3 separate regions of the Hordeum vulgare genome follow, and all the other regions are linked to region 3. A link is a contact called in public Hi-C data. All regions are on one chromosome and are shown on one strand. The core of a region is the stretch at or near the end of the contact, and the rest is flanking DNA. Distances in the headings are between cores, read along the strand shown.

Region 1 (2,700 bases), core at 101-2,600, 950 kb after region 3:
ACTAGGCCTTCTCTCTCTATTGTCGCATTGCTCATGCATATAACCCCCTTTCCTTGATACTGATGCATACTTAGCATAGTTCTTATGTTTGTCGTGCGAGTACTTTGGATGAGTACTCACCGTTGCTTTGCTCCCCTTTCCCCCTTGATCCGTGGCTGCGACCAAATAATGGAGCCTAGGAGATGGAGTATCCTGTCGATGACGACCGCTACCCCGACGGTGCCTACTACTACGTAGAGGCCGCTGAAGACCAAGAGTAGTTAGGAGGCTCCCAAGCAGGAGGCCTTCGCCTCGTTCTATCGTTGTATCTTTTGTGCTAGCCTTCTCTAAGGCACCTCATGTTTAATGTTTGTACTCAGATATTTGTTGCTTCCGCTGACTCGTGTGTTTATCGAGCTTCTATATTCTAGCCCTCGAGACCCCTGGCTTGTAATAGGAAGCTTGTATGTTTTATATGTGTCTAAGAGTTGTGTTATGATATCTTTTCGTGAGTCCTTGAGCTTGGTTGTACGCATTTGCGTGTTTGGTTAGCGTACGATCAAACCGAGGACGTCACATTCACTCGCCGAATGTCCGGGCCATGGGCCGGATGTCCGGCCGCTGTAGGCTTCGCGGGCCTCCATTTGATGATCTTCATCGTCCCTCTTCGTGGGTCTTGGCCATCACTCCGAGTGTCTCACAGGTCACCTTCATGGTACCTAAGCATTCATAGTGTTTTCGCTTGAGGTAGCGTCCATGTCTCGAGTGAATTGAAATGAGAGGGATTTAGAAACGGGTTCACTTTATGTTCAATGACACTTGGGTTTGGGAAGTAGTGGGAGTGTACATGAGGATGACCGTAAGATGCTTCGCATCACACACTCAACTTAGCCAAATTAGGGATACAATCTACCAAACCTTGTGACGTCTATACAACGCCTTTTGCGGCATGTAAGCCGAGCGACGCTCACACGCTATTTTTGTCGGCCGGATCAGCAAGCAAAATGAGCGTTGCTCACTCCCCCTTGCTCGGTTTTCACGGTCGACTATGGCCGGTTGATCACTGACGGATTGACCAGCTGACTATTGACTTAAAAAAACATGAATCTAATTTTTTTTCATAAAAATTGAAAGTAGTTCACATTGTCAAAAAAAGTTCACAATTATTAAAAAAATTTGAAATTTTAGAAGAAGTTTCGTAGAGTGAAAAAAAATCGTAAATTTGATAGGAGAGGTTTGGGCCAGATCCTATTCGGCGCTTAATGCGCCTCTTATTGTTTTCTGCAATTAGCCCAGTGCACGGCGCAATGTGTCACAAAAATCTTGCGGAAAATCCGAGATCGGCGTAACGCGACTAGGCTAGTGGCACCGAGCCCATCTACGCCATCCGTCTGCGGGGGCACCACAAACCAGAAGAAGAAATGGCAGCGGGCCCCACGCCATCCACCGCCGCGTCCTTCCGGCCGCCCCTGCCGCCTCCGCCGCCGTGCTTCGACTACCGGTCCGCGTCACTCGCCGACACGCGTGCCACCACAGCCGCTTCGAACCCCGCGCTGGCTGAGTTGGTCGAGTCCGGCGCACTGGTGCGCATCCCGCGGCGGCGGTTCGGGCCGGTGCCGGCGTGGCGGCCGCCGGACTTCGCTGAGCCCGACGAGGTGTGGATCCTCGGGACCTCGCACCTCTCCGCGGAGTCCGCCGATGAGGTCGAGCGCGTGCTCCGCGCCATCCGCCCCGACAACGTCGTCGTCGAACTCTGCCGGAGCAGGCATGATCCAGCATCCCGATCGACCGATCACATATCATCACCGTTTCTCTCTTGGAAATCTGAGCGGTGCCTTTGCAGTGCCCTTACTACAGAGCCGGGATCATGTACGCTTCCGACGCCGCCTCCGGCGAGCCGCTGTTGAAATCCAACATGTTCTCGCTCGGTGGCACCAAGTTCTTCGGAGCCGTCAACCGGAGCATCAACCTGGGTATGTAGTACTGTATGTACTACCTGAGATTCGTCGAACAAATGGAACGCTGTTGATTTCATTGCCATCTTTTCGGGACGGTGCAGGTGGACAGAGTGCTCTTGCTCTGCGTTTGCTCCTAGCTGTGTTTTCGTCCAAGATTTCTTCTGGCGCGAACAGGCCGTTTGGGGAGGAGGTACTCTGTTTGGCCATGTCAATATTTCACATAATGTTAATTTGTTATGGAACGAGTCAGCACCTCAAATTGTTTTGTTACTAATGTAAATATGTAATGCTCCTGCAGTTCCGAGCAGCTAGGAGGGTGTCTGAAGATATTGGTGCTCAGCTCGTTCTTGGGGATCGCCCCATTGAAATAACTGTATGTGGACATCTGCAATTAAGCAAGCTGATCATTTTTTTTTTTTTTTTGAAACGAGGCAAAAGACTTCCATTTTCATTGAATAAGGAGAAGAGTGTGTTCACAACAGCGCACATCCGCAAAAGCAAGCTGATCATATGCTAGTTATATGTGTGTCACTGATGGTGTCACATTTTGTTCTTGTAGCTTGAACGAGCTTTGAAATCCCTCAGCTGGGATGAAAAGACGAAACTCATAATCTCATTATTCCGTGGAATCACTTCAACAACCGATATGCCGGTAAGTGCTACCTACTCGTGCTCCTGTTTCCAATCTTCTTGTTAATCAATTTGCCAAAGTACCAGCGTTTGCAGTTATTACTGTCTTAGTCTTACTGACATGCATGTCTGA
Region 2 (2,968 bases), core at 264-2,763, 580 kb before region 3:
ACTGCTAAAGCGTGTTGATAATGTCAAAAGAGGTCGGGGTAGACCGAACTTGACATGGGAGGAGTCCATAAAGAGAGATTTGAAGGATTGGAGTATGACCAAAGAACTATCTATGGATAGGGGTGCGTGGAAGCTTGCTATCCATGTGCCAGAACCATGAGTTGGTCGCGAGATCTTACGGGTTTCACCTCTAGCCTACCCCAACTTGTTTGGGACTAAAGGCTTTGTCGTTGTTGTTCTTTTGTATTGATTGAAGGTCAACGGGATTTAGGGGCAACCAACATAATTATGGTATCAAAAAATACTCTAGTGGAGCATTGGTCTCATCTCTGACCAATACATTGGAAAATAATGACTTAAGGAGGTTGAAACTATAGGCCTATGTCAATGTAATTCCATTTTTACAAATCCCAACGAGGATGCTCAATTACAGGGGTGCAGAATACAATTATGAAGCCCTATGTCAATGTAATTCCATTTTTACAAGTCGGGGGCTGCCTTAGGTCATATATATTCAAAATTTATCCTACCAGATGGCAGCACTTAATTGATAGTCAACAGAACAGAACAAAACTTGTTTATCCTGCCTGATACAATTAATTGTTAATCTCGGTAGTTGGCACATACCATGATCCATCGCTCTAGGTTTTGCATGTAACCTTCCGCGTTTTCATTCAAAGCATCAAGAGCAAACTTGTCTACCTGAAAGGCATAGTACCATAAGATTAAGCAAATTCCAGGTTGAGAGGATTTTATTTTATTTTTTGAATGAAAGGGGTTCCCAAAGGTTGAGAGGATACATCCGTATGGTCGAGACACTTGCCTTTTCAAGCTGCAGCTTGTTGGGATGCTCAGGAAATTTCTTGGACAAGGTGATGCAAATTTTGGGAAAATTCGGCATAACACCAGCTTTCCAAAATGCCTCTGAGAAGGTGTGCGTGTTTGGATCTGGATAGTCCAGGATGCTGTTGAGCCTGTACATCTTGGCCAGCAGCCCTTCCGCGACCTTGGAGAGCTGAACCACTGGCTCCATCTGAAGGTGCCTATGGCCACTCGCGGAGGCTTGAGGCCCGTCGACGCCCATGGTCCTCCAGCTTGCCGACGCCGAGGGAGATGACTCGTCGGCGGTCAGGTACTCCGACCACCGGGGCACGCTGTCCACTTCCTTGGATTTGAACGAAACGTGCGCCATCTCCTGATGGAGAGCAATTGCCGGTCCGCCGCGCCTGCCACTGGCCCTTTGTCCTCCGCTTCACCGGCCGGCACCGAGCTTTCTGCCGAACTGGCTCCGATTACCAAAACCTTCTCACGAATTATGCATTTCCTTGGAAGAGCAAGCGAGCAAGCTCACCTAGCAGACGCACGCCTGTAAGGAGGCCGGTGGCTTGCTCAGTGGAGCGGAGATCTCGCCGCCATTGCGAAGAAGCAGCTCCGTCGCTCTCGGATGGCTCTCCTCTGCTTCTCCTGAAGAGGGGGAGCAGTACGAGCAGTACAGCGACCTTACCCTTCTTTTACCTTTTTTTTATGCTTCGTCTTTACTCCTACGCATGACTGGGAGGACCGTGGGCCCGAAGTTCGTAACTGCGTTTGGTGAGCGGGCAGGGGGCGTGACAAGGCCTGGATCTCAACTGAATTTTAACCTCGCCGTCCACAAACCCCAAACCCTCACTCGCAAAATTTGGTGTTTTGACCCTTTGACCAAGGTTTATTCTGATCCTGGTTAAAAAAAAGAATTTGACCCTTTTTCCTACTGCCTAGGCGGTTGGCGCTATGGTTGCATAGCCTACCATTGAGGACAATGATGATAGATAACTCATCCGCGTCAGCAGCAACAAAAGCGATGCGTGCTTTTCGCCCCACTCTACCGTCGGGCTTCACGGTGATAGGCTGTCTTACCCTATCATCGGAGACCCTGACGGTTGGCTCTGAATTGTTATAAGCTGCACGGGGCGGTTCGCCCACTCCATCTTCTTCAACCCCGCGCCTCAAAAATATAGAGGAAGTTCCTCTTCCTCCTCTCTCAACCCCTCCACTCCTCATTTCGGATCTCTTCGTTTTTCATCTTTTTTGTAGATCGAGATGGCTCCAAAATGGGAGAAATAAGCTCTTTCAATCCCTTCATTTCGTTTTAATCAAAAAACTTTCGATTTGATGCATTATTTGGTACGAATGAACCCTATTTCCTCTAGTAGGTCAAAAGGTGGTGATCCTAGGTTTGTTTGGTTTGATTCTATATGATATATGTGGTTGAATATGAACCCTAGTAACTAGTTGGAGGGATTCTATCTAGTTTGAAGATGAACCCTAGTTCATGTTAAAAAGAAATGAATGAATGGTCATATGATGGATGTTGGAGGAATTCTAACTAGTTGGAGGGATTCTAACTAGTTGGATAAATATGATGGATATTGTCAAATGGATCATATGCATATAGTACAATGTTGAATATGATGGATTTTGGTAAATTATGCATATGCATATTTCAATTTTATTAACAAATGTTAAATATATATTTTTGTACAAATTTACAAATGTTAAATAAATGAATGATGTTGGTTGAATATGATTCATTTGCATTGATCATATTTATTGGATGAATATGATATGAATGTAGGTTGTATGTGATAATTGATGAAAATGATATGATGCATGTCCGTTGAATATGATATGATGCATGTTCATTGAATATGACATGATTCATTTGCAATTGTTTTAGGAGGCCCCACCTTGCGGAAAACATCGGCACTAAGTAAACATTGCTTGACCCTGGATTCGATAAGGGTCATCACGCCCCATCGAGAATGGAGTGGTAATAACTATGATCAATTTTTTGAACAAAAACATTGGATTTGTTAAAATAAATTACTAATTATTTTGCGTCTATATTTTGACAGATGCTCCCGCATGGCGGATGAGGGGTCACACGAAGGCCCTTCAGATGTAGTACGACAAGCGCTATACTTTGTAC
Region 3 (2,820 bases), core at 147-2,646:
TCCATCCTGCATCATTTAATTGGAGTTGTTGTAACCATTGGATCTGCGTTGCCCGTTTGGTAAAAAATAAACAACCCCACACCGCGCATGCATAGAAGAAGTCAACGACGAGATATGAGGCGGCCGCAGCTAGCCAACTTCCGTCAATGGTGGACTCCGCGCTTGCCGCTGCCGTCGCTCACAGCATCGCGCGTCTACGACCCTTGCAACTTGCAGCAGACGAGCGACCACGGCGAGCTATGATTGTGCGCAGCCCCGGCGAGCGGCAACGACCATCGGCCCCGGCGAACGGTGCCCATCCCCGACGAGGATGCCATTAACCCGGTCCCGCGCGCACAGCCACCTCTTTTCCTAGCTTCGACGGACGAGCTGCATAACTGCGACGGCGAGGCACACCCACGATATAGGATGCTGGAACTAACATCGATTTTTGCTACATGCTTCAACCGGCATCACAATTTGCTACAACCGGCATCGCTATTTGCTGCAACTAGTGTTGCATTTTGCTACATCGCACATGGCTTTGCGATTTTTGCTACAACCGACAATGAAAAAAGCTACATCCGGTGACATGATTTGCTGCAACGGCCACGACGAAGTTTTTGGTGGCAACGGTGACGTTGTGATTTTTGCTGCAACCTTGTCGGTCCTTCGTTGTAGCTTTTTTCATCAACGGTTGTAGCATTTTATGTCAACGGTTGCAACATTCTGTCATGACAATGACCGCTTGCAGCTTCTTATATGTCTGGTTGCAACTTTTTTCATCAACGGTTGTAGCATTTTATGTCAACGGTTGCAGCATTCCGCCATGGCACGCTTGCAGCTTTTCATATGCGTGGTTATAGCAATTCGGCATGTCGGTGGTAGCATCATGGGTCGCCGGTTACAGCACATCGTCGGTCGACGGGACCATGTCTTTAGCATAGAAGTATCACTTAGTTCGCGTGTAGTATGATTCCAGCATATGCCGCAGCGGGTCACAGCTTCACGAGTGAACGGTTTGAGCAAGCAGTCCCCGAGCTTCGGTAGGGAGAGAGGAGAGAGGAGGTGTACACTCGCTGAAGGAGACGAGAAGAGGGGTGGCAAGCCGACCACCAACGATGTGGCATGATAACGGTTGCAGGGGGAAAGAAAGTGGGGAAGAAGGGGAAGGACGTGTGCGTGACGGAGGAAGAAACGAGGACCGCCAGATATGATGGGATCCAACGACGCTCGCGAGCGAATCGTTTCCCTTTAAAATACTGCCGAGCCTTTTTGTTTTTTGAGAGGTAAATACTGTCGTGCCTATATGGTCCAGGCCAGCTGGCCCAAGCAGGCCGTCGCAGCAGCCCACAAATCGGCAGGACCGGTTCAGGGATGCAGACAACGAATCTGGGAATCTCGTATATTATCCCCGACGTGCTCCGCGTCCCCGGCGCTGCCAAAGTCACACGAACTCTCTCACGTCACACACGCCTCCTCCTCCTCCTCCTCCTCCTGCGAGCCAGCCCAGCCACTGGGAGCGCCCGCGGAAGCACAGAGCGGGAGGAGGGATCGCGAGATGGACTGCAAGGATGTCGGGATCCTCGCCATGGACATGTACTTCCCTCCCACCTGCGTCCAGCAGGTGAACTTCTCCACCAGAGCTGCTGTTCCCGCCGCCCCCGCTCGATTTGTCGCCGTCGTGCCACGCTGCGTGCTGCGAACGTGGCTGATCTGTGGCTCCGAGCATCTCCGCGTCGAGATCACGGACGATTTGGTATTTTGGGCGGGGAATTGCCGCGGGGGTTTTAGCCAGGCGTGCGGGATTTCGGGTTTACGGAGTACTAGACTACTAGTTGAGATCGCCACGATGAAATTGTTTCCGGAAAATGAAACCTTGGTTCGGAGGTGCCATCTCCGTGCGGATTTGTGGATCACGGGTGGTGAAGTGATTTGTTTACTCAAGGAATATTTGAATTATTATTAGTTTCACTCTGATATACCGGCTGTCAGATGCTGCATATGCCTGGTGCTGTATTTCGTCTCCCACAGAGCGAGCATATGGTGATCTGATGTGGCTTTGGAGCGGCTGTGCCCAATTAATACATGGATAATTTGCTGTGTCGGTTCAATGCTGCTGGAGTAAGAGTTGAATGCTGATGCGTTGAAGTACTGGTTGCAGGAAGCGCTGGAGGTTCATGACGGGGCCAGCAAGGGGAAGTACACAATTGGTCTTGGGCAAGACTGCATGGCCTTCTGCAGCGAGGTAGAAGATGTCATCTCGATGAGGTATATTTTGTCACACCGGAAAATTACTCCCTTGTCCTACCTTCTTTTGCTGGGATTGAACTTCTTGATGAGTAGAATTTACTAATCAATTATATCAAATACTTATATATTTAGTGCAATACTCTATTCGGTACGTGAATGCTCAAGTTGGAAAGTTATTTCAGTTTGACAGTTGTCAAATCCCTGCTGGAAAAGTACCACATAGATCCAAAGCTAATTGGCCGCCTGGAGGTCGGTAGCGAGACAGTGATAGACAAAAGTAAATCCATCAAAACGTGGCTGATGCAAATTTTTGAGGTAAATCATGGAATTAGGATCCAACATATATTCCCTCTAACCTGAATCTTGGTGAACTCGCAGTTTCCACTTCATTTAGTTGTTTGTTAGTTCAGTTTCAGTCTCACTCAATGTTGCAATTGTTGACATTTGTCACAAATACAGGAAAGTGGTAATACTGACATTGAGGGAGTTGACTCGAGTAACGCATGTTATGGTGGGACAGCTGCCCTGTTGAACTGTGTGAATTGGGTCGAAAGTCGATGCTGGGATGGACGCTACGGCCTTGTGGTC

Evidence for each region. Hi-C and Micro-C count contacts between places; a contact is called where the count stands out from the background.
Region 1: a Hi-C map of seedling shows a contact between it and region 3, with 5 times the contacts expected there. The contact joins the promoter of LOC123411800 here to the promoter of LOC123407244 in region 3. A contact is called at or near these places in 3 of 6 Hi-C or Micro-C datasets (leaf and seedling) and 1 of 1 datasets of contacts at active chromatin or transcription factors (embryo).
Region 2: a contact with region 3 is called in a Hi-C map of leaf, with 5 times the contacts expected there. The contact joins the promoter of LOC123412168 here to the promoter of LOC123407244 in region 3. A contact is called at or near these places in 3 of 6 Hi-C or Micro-C datasets (leaf and seedling) and 1 of 1 datasets of contacts at active chromatin or transcription factors (embryo).

What each region holds. Positions count from the first base shown.
Region 1 is chr7H:226,796,658-226,799,357 of MorexV3_pseudomolecules_assembly, forward strand. It overlaps LOC123411800 (traB domain-containing protein), which reads left to right and starts at 1,351. Exons shown (of 7, transcript XM_045104762.1): 1 at 1,351-1,744; 2 at 1,837-1,952; 3 at 2,039-2,127; 4 at 2,236-2,310; 5 at 2,497-2,589. The coding sequence starts at 1,401.
Region 2 is chr7H:225,266,035-225,269,002 of MorexV3_pseudomolecules_assembly, forward strand. It overlaps LOC123412168 (probable protein NAP1), which reads right to left and starts at 1,514. Exons shown (of 24, transcript XM_045105108.1): 1 at 1,352-1,514; 2 at 824-1,274; 3 at 628-702. The coding sequence starts at 1,192.
Region 3 is chr7H:225,845,362-225,848,181 of MorexV3_pseudomolecules_assembly, forward strand. It overlaps LOC123407244 (hydroxymethylglutaryl-CoA synthase), which reads left to right and starts at 1,397. Exons shown (of 11, transcript XM_045100335.1): 1 at 1,397-1,606; 2 at 2,144-2,250; 3 at 2,415-2,547; 4 at 2,692-2,820. The coding sequence starts at 1,541.